2 separate regions of the Bombyx mori genome follow, and region 1 is linked to region 2. Evidence: chromatin contacts called from public Hi-C data. All regions are on one chromosome and are shown on one strand. The core of a region is the stretch at or near the end of the contact, and the rest is flanking DNA. Distances in the headings are between cores, read along the strand shown.

The links. Hi-C and Micro-C count contacts between places; a contact is called where the count stands out from the background.
Region 1: a Hi-C map of posterior silk gland shows a contact between it and region 2, with 2.6 times the contacts expected there. The contact joins two enhancer-like sites. A contact is called at or near these places in 3 of 7 Hi-C or Micro-C datasets (middle silk gland, posterior silk gland and whole pupa).

Annotation. Positions count from the first base shown.
Region 1 is chr18:5,256,078-5,261,059 of ASM3026992v2, reverse strand. No RefSeq gene overlaps it. Among protein-coding and RNA genes, the nearest start is that of LOC101739600, 23 kb to the right of the region's middle. Within about 2 kb of position 2,514, at least 2 of the 8 cell types and tissues checked have open chromatin away from gene starts, as enhancers often do.
Region 2 is chr18:4,975,471-4,980,613 of ASM3026992v2, reverse strand. No RefSeq gene overlaps it. Among protein-coding and RNA genes, the nearest start is that of LOC101739459, 68 kb to the left of the region's middle. Within about 2 kb of position 3,188, at least 7 of the 8 cell types and tissues checked have open chromatin away from gene starts, as enhancers often do.

The DNA of each region.
Region 1 (4,982 bases), core at 1,265-3,764, 280 kb before region 2:
AAGAAAAATTTTAGCTGTTATGAATCGTCGTGATTTTGCAAGGTCATCTTTTTGTACGCACCGCCAATACGTTAATGACAAAGCATATCCCTGTTTAGTCTTTCAGCGTATTTTTCCCGGCAGACGGCGGCGTCTCGACGTCGGAGAAAAAAATAATTAAAACGACCGCCGACGAAAGCGAAAGCGCGCCGTCTGCTCCGTAATTAGTACAATGGTGTTTCCCGACTTTGAACTTGCCGATACGATTTTTGTTCATCTCACTCTAATGAACTTACGAGATTTTTGAAGCGAGGTATGGGTTTGTTTTAGAACTAGGCGTGTTTTACAGATTTTTGGAACGAAGTTCCTTATGGGACGATGCGGAGGGGTACCCTAACCGCCAAAAAACGTCCGTAACGTAAGATTTTTATTATTTATGTATAGTCTTAGTATGGTGGCTATGCAGTGTTTAATGTATAGTCAACGTGATGACAGTTATTATTATTATTCATCTAAATAGCTGTTTCTTTGTATATTATTATTATATAATATATTTTTCATTGTGAATAAAATAAAGTTGATAACTTTGTAAAGTAGATTTTTTTTATCAATAAAAAAATCATAGTAAAAAACGTATACCCGAATAATTATTTTCTTTATACCTCGAATAGAACTTAAAATTAATATTTTTATAATAAGGAGCTTCGTTCCTATCCGGTGTCCCACGACACCACACATCTTTGTTTATATTTTTTATTGCTTAGATGGGTGGACGAGCTCACAGCCTACCTGGTGTTAAGTGGTTACTGGAGCCCATAGACATCTACAACGCAAATGCGCCACCCACCTTGAGATATAAGTTCTAAGGCCTTAGTACAGTTACAACGGCTGCCCCGCCCTTCAAATCGAAACGCATTACTGCTTCACGGCAGATACAGACAGGGTGGTGGTACCTACTCGTGCGGACTCACAAGAGGTCCTACCACCAGTGTGAAAACAGTGTTAAACAGATGAATGACTGTCAAACTACAGTAGTATATACTGCGCATTGACTAACTGATTGTGTTTTTGTTAGTGGCAAGTTCTCTGATATGTGTACGTCACAATGGTAAAGTTGGCGCTAAGTTTGAGTCGTGTTAAGCTCTGGCAACATCAAAAGGGCAGTGACCCCGTCCACCCACGTGGCTCAATAAAAAAAGAGTCACTAATTTTGCCTTAGAACGTGTTGTCTATTTCGATCCCGGGTAATGCTGACTGCCAAACTTGATTCTTTTAATAACCACTTTTGTTAATAGGTTCATTAGCATTTATTTTATGAAAATCACTGGACACTAAAAAAAGGCGATTTAAAAATCAGTGAAGATTTCGTGTAGGTACGTACTGAATATAATTCTAATTTAGTATTACCGTAAGGTTACCTTAATAAAATTCACGTTTTACTTATCCTCTCATATTACCAATTCAATTTCCCACAAATCCGAAGTTTTGCGTGCTCTGTCCTCAAAATAATGTACATATCAAAAATGTACGAGATTGGTTTGAAGCCTAATAACGTTTTCATTTCGTTGTAATCCCGAAGATAATCACGCGAGACTTTTTTCTTTTGAGTAAAACGTAGGAGGCAAACTATATAACAATTTTATTATATTATCTCCGTCATTCTAGAAGCATATCATTTTGGAATAGTTAATACTGTAATTCTGGTGTAACGATAGTAATAACAATATTTGTTTTGCCGTTTTAAATTTGTAAACGGGCTAAATATTTCCCCTTTTAAAAATATCTATTATTTGTTCTTCGGTTTTGCTCTATTGATTTGAAATTTGTTTTATATCGGAAATCAAAAGTGGGATTTATTTTAATAAATACAGGGAAGCTATATTTATGTTCTTTGTTATTCTAGAAATTTCTAATTAACAAAAGAGTGAAACAGAATCTCTCTCTATTGTTTCATGTTCTAACTCGGGGTTGCACAAAAGTTTGAGCGTTGTTAACAGAAGCAGGCAAAGCTTGTCATTGGGTTGTCAGCCCGACTTGCTAACTGCATCTCTACTCAAACTGACGCAATGTGACGTCCCTAATGTTGCCTTATTTTAATTGAAAATTGTAGTATGACAATATATAATCTGTGGATTTAAAATAATTATGGACGAGGCTTAACAACCAGTTGCTGCTACCTTAGTCGTAGTGAAAGTTCGCTTAAGATTTAATATAAACAACATAAATCAATGTAATAATATTCCAACATCTAAGTATGAGAATAGGCCACACGTACACAAACACTCACACATTCATGCGTGACGTAAATTTCGTTACGTTCGCCATAGGGTTGCCGAAACTACCCCCCCGCACTCCGCCGCATCAATCTTCACCCCCGCGCCACCTACGGCCGTATAATACAATAATATATGTCTAACTTTCGGACCTGCCCTGTAGGTAAAACTATCCTTTTTGCGTAAACAAAATACGGGTAAGTCAGAGCGAGACAACGTGATGTGGGGGTGTCCTAAAGGGTGTAGGGAGTATGTTGGGGTGCTATTGAAATTGAAGCGGGGTTTAGGCGCGGATGACGCCTGGTTGTAGAATGGATGGAAATTTCCTCAATTTAGCGTTTTCGCCAACAAAGGATGATGTTTAATTTTTGGTTTTTGCCCCGAATTATGGGTTGCTGCTGTTTGGTGCGCTAGATATAAATTACAATAGGGCAGCCTGTTGCTTCCAGACAAAAACTCTGACACGTAAATAATGTTACGAAATTTAGAATTTTAGTGGCGTTTAGGATCCTGGAAATTCTTTTGTATCGAAATATTTGATATACCTTGATGACCTAATTGTTTCCTATTTTTTTGTTTGATTTTGAATATTATGTAATGTGAGACTAATTTGATGCAGTACTAACTCATGGCTGAACTAGGGGCAATTCCAAATTTCATCCAAATCTATCCCGCGGTAATAAAGTTAAATGTACCATGTATAGTCATTTTACAAAACATTGTTTTACAAGTCCTTGATGTCTCACGGTGGTCGCCATCATTCACTCTACAGTGTCTCTGAGCTGTACCGCTTACCAAAAAGTACGCGTGAGATCATCCACCCATCTAATATAAAAATAGCTTAAGAACTAAAAACAAACACGCTGAAATAAGTAAAAAATAAAAATTAAATAGATAAAAAAATATATCGAAACATCTTGATAAACCTGATCAAAATATTAGGACATATTATTAAAAAAATGTTGTATTGTCATCCATCGGTCCCCGATAGGTGCGCAATTTTTTAAGTTAATCTAATATTTTAAAGAAAGATTCATTTAGATAGATAGTGAAACAAATAGGTACAGTGTGAATCAAAGTGTGTTAAAAAATGGAAACTAAAATTCTCATGTTACAAAAAATCAATTTTATATGTACATTACTTGTCATGATAGATTTATTTGGAATATTTAACGACTACCCACTAAATTGTTAATTATTGAAAATAGTCCGTTTAACACACAAATGATGCAGGTGTCTTCAAACATATTTTTTGGTTTTACCTTAAAAGAAAACAAATCTACTAAAAGGGGAAAAAGAAAGAGAAATCTAGCTTTTTAAATTGCACCTAAAAATTTACAGACCTCGCACAAACGCCATTTCATGACTTATGACGTCATTTGGGGCCAAAATAATCCAAAAAATAATAACCACAGACCCAATAAGATTAGATTTGACGTCATTCTCTGTGCTTATTTTGATTTGGGTCTCCATAATTATAGAAACCAGTGAATCCACGTTTGGCTAAGATAATCTCTAATAGTATGAAAACATAATTATTGATACTTCTCGCGCGCCACCTATAGTAATCTGACTGCGGAAGGAAAACCTTAGAGTGTAAATTATTTAGGAACGCACACAAGACAAGCAAGCAAACAAATAAATAGATATAGATTTTAAGACATGACATATATAGGAGATAGAATTTGATTTGATAATGATTCATTTTAACTATTTCGCAGATTGTTTCATTATTGATGTCCGGTTGCGGCTGATGCTATACTAAATCTCGCGTAACCAGTAGGTACTCGGAATAGCGGCCTCGAGTAATCCCGTAGCAATTAATTAGCCCGCACCGAAACTTACGATTTCGATTTATATTCGGAACGGGTGCCGCCCGCACCTATTTGTGTGAACGCGACTTTATCTTTGTTTAGAGAACGACTGTCGCAGACTGGAGAATTAGATGCCTTATTATTAACCGTTGTTTTTGTATTTGAAAGTATATAGTCAGTTTAAAAAAAAAAAGAGATAATAATAATATATAGAGGGAGACGGAGATAGTATTTTTAAATTAACGTTTATTTTTCAATTGAGTTTTATACTATTTCCGTTGTCTTCTTGTGTAGTTAAATTGCGTTTTAGTATTGACTATAGTATAATTTTATATTGTGTTGTTATGGGTTGCGTGTGACCTCTCTTTAATTATGCTTATAGTTGAGTCGACTATATGGTTCGCATATATTTATTTTGTTATGGCATTGCCACCGCACAACATTGTTGTACATTATAATTTATAAATTTCTATATATAAAAATGAATTGCTGTTCGTTAGTCTCGCTAAAACTCGAGAACGGCTAAACCGATTTGGCTAATTTTTGTCTTGAATTATTTGTGGAAGTCCAGAGAAGGTTTAAAAGGTAGATAAATATGAAAATGCTCGGAATTAAATAAAAATAACAATTTTCCCTTTGATTTCCCTCCCGTCGGACGGATTCCTTTTGTTTGTTTTAAGTTTATTTTATACAAAAGTTTAGGTTTTTTGTTTATCGATTGAGGCCCTAAAAAGTTTGCCGGGTCAGCTAGTAAGGTAATAATTATTTAATTAAGTTTTCGAGATTATTCACTGTCCTTGATAATGTTTTTTTTTAAGCATTCTTTTCGTTTGTATCATAATATCATATCGTAACTAGTTAGTTGTGGGGCATGTTTTATGATACCAGACTGGTACTAGAATGCTTATTTTTTTCT
Region 2 (5,143 bases), core at 1,939-4,438:
AGGGCAATAAACAGAAAATTTAACCTCATCTATCAAAATATTCAAGTCAGTTGAAACTAAGTTTTAAGTTTAATAAAATACAAAGCAATTTAGCAATAAAAAGAAAATTTAACCGGATCTATCAGAAAATTCAAGTTGAAACTAATATATAGTTTAATAAAATTTAATGCGCTCTCAAAGTGTTTCGAAAAAACCTCTCGATACTGTAATACCCAAATACTGACCTGAATGAGATGGAATAGATTGATTGATCTGCCTCTAACATCCTAAAACTAGGAGTAAGCCGTCAATCGCGTGATAAGATAATATAATAAGTAATCTGTCAGTACGGAGCGAATAATGCAGAATCTGTTATTAGGGTGTGTTAATTAGACCAATATAAGTAGCATTAAAAAGTATTCCGATAATAATAGTAAATTTAACGTGAGCGATGTTGTTAACTCGCTAAGAATATCTGAAAGTATATTTTAATTATTTTAAATTTTTTATTTGTAATATTAACTAAAAATAGAGTTAAAAAACAGAGGATTAATTCTTTTTAATAGTTAAATTTTAATTAAATTTCGCCGAAGCAGTGGTGGTTAAACAATGATATGTCTATTTGTTGAAAGATGTACTAAAATGATTAAATTTTATAACAAACTTACTACTACCAGCAATGAATTGGTGTCATTCGGAATTTGAAAGAATATAATAATGATACATCGTTGATATGATAATTCAAGTGATGGTCTATTTTTTTTTATTTATCCTTTTAAGACAAATGGTCATATGGCCCACCTGATGGTAAGTGATTACCGTAGCCCATAGACGTCAGTAATGCCAGAGGCAGAGCCAAACCGCTGCCTACTATTAGAAAGGTTAGATTTGAAAGGTTAAAGTCTAAAGACATTTAAAATGCGTCCAGTTTTTTTTTGTAAAGACAACTTGTAGTTTCGTTCGAATATCGCTCAATGGATGGAATAAACTCATTCGTTGAAGCTATACGTGCGCCCCCTATCGTGCGTTGGTAATGCTGTGAGAAAAACTTCCCCGAAGTACCAAAAATAACGATACCAAGTTGCATCACAATCGGATGAATGGTTTAGAAACGCATAGAGGACAAACAAAAAAAATACATACTTACATAATATTTATGTATTATTTGGATTTGTATTGAAAATTAAAGTACTTAAATAATTCCTGATATTTGCTAAGTTTTTAATGAAGTACGATTTCTTTTTTAATTGGCATCTAGAAGAAGAAGAAATTGGTAATTCATTAAAAAAAGACCTATTGATGAATCTTGGAAAAGGCAAATTCGTTACAATTCAAAGCCGTAATTGCAAATCCGTAACTGCAAATACCTTTAAAGCACATAATACATGTTGAAAAAAATTTATACAAAGAAAACCCTATTTTTTATTTACTGAGCATACCTAAAACAAATTCAACAGCATTTGACACGTTAGTTCAATGTATGTTCAGTGTAGAGGTGAAATTAAAACACAATTGTGAAGTAGCGCCATCTAGCGTCGAGTAGCAAAACAACTGAAAATTTGTTTTGGTGCTTGGTACAAGTTTAAGCAATTTTCATTTATAATCCCACAATATTGGCATTTAGTAAAATAAGTGAATGGTCACAGTAATTTAAAGAGAAGTTTCGTTACATAAGTAATGAAATGTAGGTATTAAATTTAAGCCAGAGTGAAATTATAAGCTCCATTTTACATTGATCTATATAATAAAGTCGATGACAAACAGATACCGCTTATTTTCAAAAATGTTTTTCATGTTGTGCAATTAAGTCTTCCAGTTCTAAATAAAATATTATATGAATTTAAAAAAGCTAATTTAATATTAAAAAATAAAGTCACGAACTATAGATAGATTCTTATAAGAAAATATATAAATTTAATCTCATTATTTCATGGTTGGTTTGAAGAATAAGATTTTGTTGTATCGATTTATTGCAGTTGGTTTCGTAGTGGTTCGCTAGATGGCGTTAAAATTTTAGTATTTGAGTAACCATTTGTGATTTTACATTGACAATACTCCACTCACTAATTGTCAAAAATTGAAATGTAACAACCATAAATAAAAATACATTGTATTTTCTCCACACAAAGCTACCAGAATTAGTTTATATTTAATAAAATTTAACAACTTTACTAAGTAAGAACTCACATTTTTTGTTTGACCAAAGCGTTTAGTCGATGACACTGACTGTTCGATACTTCACCTTGTATATCTTCACGCTTTAGAAGAAGCTGACAAATACGTCAAATTTTAGGTATCCTACGAACGATACTAAATGTATGCGCTGAATCTATTAGGCTATATGTCAGCAGTCGACTCAACTCTTTCTATCCATATTGCGTAGTCTGACGAAATTTACTCAATGTACAAAATCAGACTGCCTTTATATTTACATCGCTTATTTTGTACTTACATGATGTTTTTTCCCCTACCTAACCACTGGTAGCCTTAAGGGTTCAGCCTGAGAGAAATCTCTTACACCAGCTCTAGCAGGAGCAGTGCCTCCCTGAATCCACCACCAGATCGGGATCGGTGAGAACTTCAGTGGATTGTATCTGTGGGCTTGCGACTTGACGCGATCCACTGCGACTTATTAGTTTATTGACGTGTGTCGCCATCTGCCTTCTGATGAAGGCGACGCCATTTGATTTCTAAGATGTGTACTTATAAATTAAATTTAACTGGATGTATTAGTAAAGAATTAATGCGTTACGTTTTATTTATCTCAATTCAAATAAAGTTATATAAAGTAGTACATAATTCGAGAGGAACACAAATTCCAATTAGAAACTCCTTTTCGTCCATGTTTTAGATTCATTATTAAAATGTATTCATTCAGTAACATCACATACTTAACAGTTATCATAAACATACATAAATAACATACTAAACAGTTATCAAAGCGAATGAGAAATCAAATATCAATATTAATACTCCAACTCATTTAAGATGAATGTATAATCTGTGGTGTTTTTATTTAAAAAAATCAAATTGGCTTAAATGTCTCGTTACCAGGGCATAAAAACTTCAAAAAAACATAATTTGATTTAATTTCAAAATTAAATGTTTAATTTTTAAAATTAGAACGATCTAGCTTCGAATAAGAATAGTCAGTGGGAGTCAATAATCAAAGCGCTCAGTCAACCGAATCCCCATAGTACGGTATAGTTGACTGACCAATGGACAGTGAGTGGCACGTGTGACCACGCCTACAGCTTGGACCGTGGTCACGTCGAATGTTAATCCGAGATTTGTTTAAATTTCGATCGCGTTCTTATTTTGAATTTTTTAAACTTTTGTTATTGATTTAATTTGAACAATCAATTTTTTTTTGGAGGAAATACAATAAAATCTATTCGAATTTCAAATTTGTTTCACATTTTTTTTTTTTTAAATGAAAATTATTTTGTTATTGCACTTTTGATACTGAGCTATTATGTTTTTCTGAACATTATATGAGTGAAGTATGCTCACGAGTACTCACGGTTAGCGTTTGCTGCCACAATGTACGCCGCTTGCTAGTTCTCGTATGATAGCACATTGCAAAAAAATAATTAAAAAAATTATTACTGAACGAAATTGACCGTTATTTATGTCCATATGGATATTAATGTTACCATTATAATGTTTGACCATCTGCCTATATTTGACAATGCATATTTTTTTGCGAATGCATTTCGCATTTCCGAAAAGGGGTACTGAAAAAACTGGTTCTTGATTGAAGCATTCTCTATACAGTTTAATAATAGAGATGTTCTAAACTTATTTAAGTAAATAGTTGTTTGCATATTTTTTTTGGCATTTTGCCATAATTCTTACTGGTGGTAGGACCTCTTTTTGAGTCCGCGTGGGTAGGTACCCTGCCTATTTCTGCCGTGAAGCAGTAATGCGTTTCGGTTTGAAGGGTGGGGCAGCCGTTATAACTATACTGAGATCTTAGAACATATATCTCAAGGTGGGTGGCGCATTTACGTTGTAGATGTCTATGGGCTCCTGTAACCACTAAACACCAGGTGGGCCGTGAGCTCGTCCACCCATCTAAGTAATAAAAAAAAAAAGACTTACATATATTACATATATTAACAGAATATTAGTAGTTTTGGATATTACCTATTATTATTATTTTTTAGCATGGTTGGCTCCTGGGATACCTGGTGTTAAGTGGTTAGCGAAGTCCATAGAAATCTACAAGTTGAATGCCGCCACCTACCTCGAGACATGAGTTCTGCGGTCCCAATTCTTTATAGTACAACGGCTGGTAATAATATAAATTGACAGTAGTACTGGCTGTTAATAAAACTTCAGGTGAGATAATGACGTAGGCGTCATACGATGTAGAGCTGCATTTAGTCGTGTGCAAGTACTTGAATACTTGTAGAAGTACAACTTCAAGTGCAAGTGCAAGTACAAGTACACGTGCAAGTGCAAGTGCAAGTGCAAGTTATTACGACGAAGAGTTAGACGAGCGAACTAACCCACAGACACAGCTCACTGAGTTTCTCGCCGGATCTTCTCAGAGGGTTGCGATTCCGATTCGGTGGTAGATTATGCGAAGCACTGCTCTTGCTAGGGCTAGTGTTAGCAAATTCTCTCAGGTTGAGCCCGTGAGCTCACCTACCCGTCCGGGCGTAGTTGGAATAGTCCCTTGGGCTACCATCGAATAGGTAGAGAAAATAGTACAAGTATACTACTATACTACATTTGCAAGTAACGAAAAGAGTAGTTTTTTTACCTATGCTGGTAGCCTTGAGAGGCTATTTCAGCGTTACCCTAAGATGTAGGTGATCTCACGGGGCTCCAACCCAAACTAGAGGTCCAATCTGGTGTTAGGACCTCTTGTGAGTCCGCGCAGGTAGGTACCACCGCCCTGCCTATTTCTGCCGTGAAGCAGTAATGCGTTTCGGTTTAAAGGGTGGGGCAGCCATCGTAACTATACTGAGACCTTAGAACTTATATCTCAAGGTGGGTGGCTCATTTTCGTTGTAGATATATATATGGGTTCCAGTAACCACTTAACACCAGGTGGGCTGTGAGCTCGTCCACCCAACTAAGCAATAAAAAAAAAAATCACAATCACTAGGTACATCAAAACTAATAAGTCATCACACAACCAAAATGATTAGTG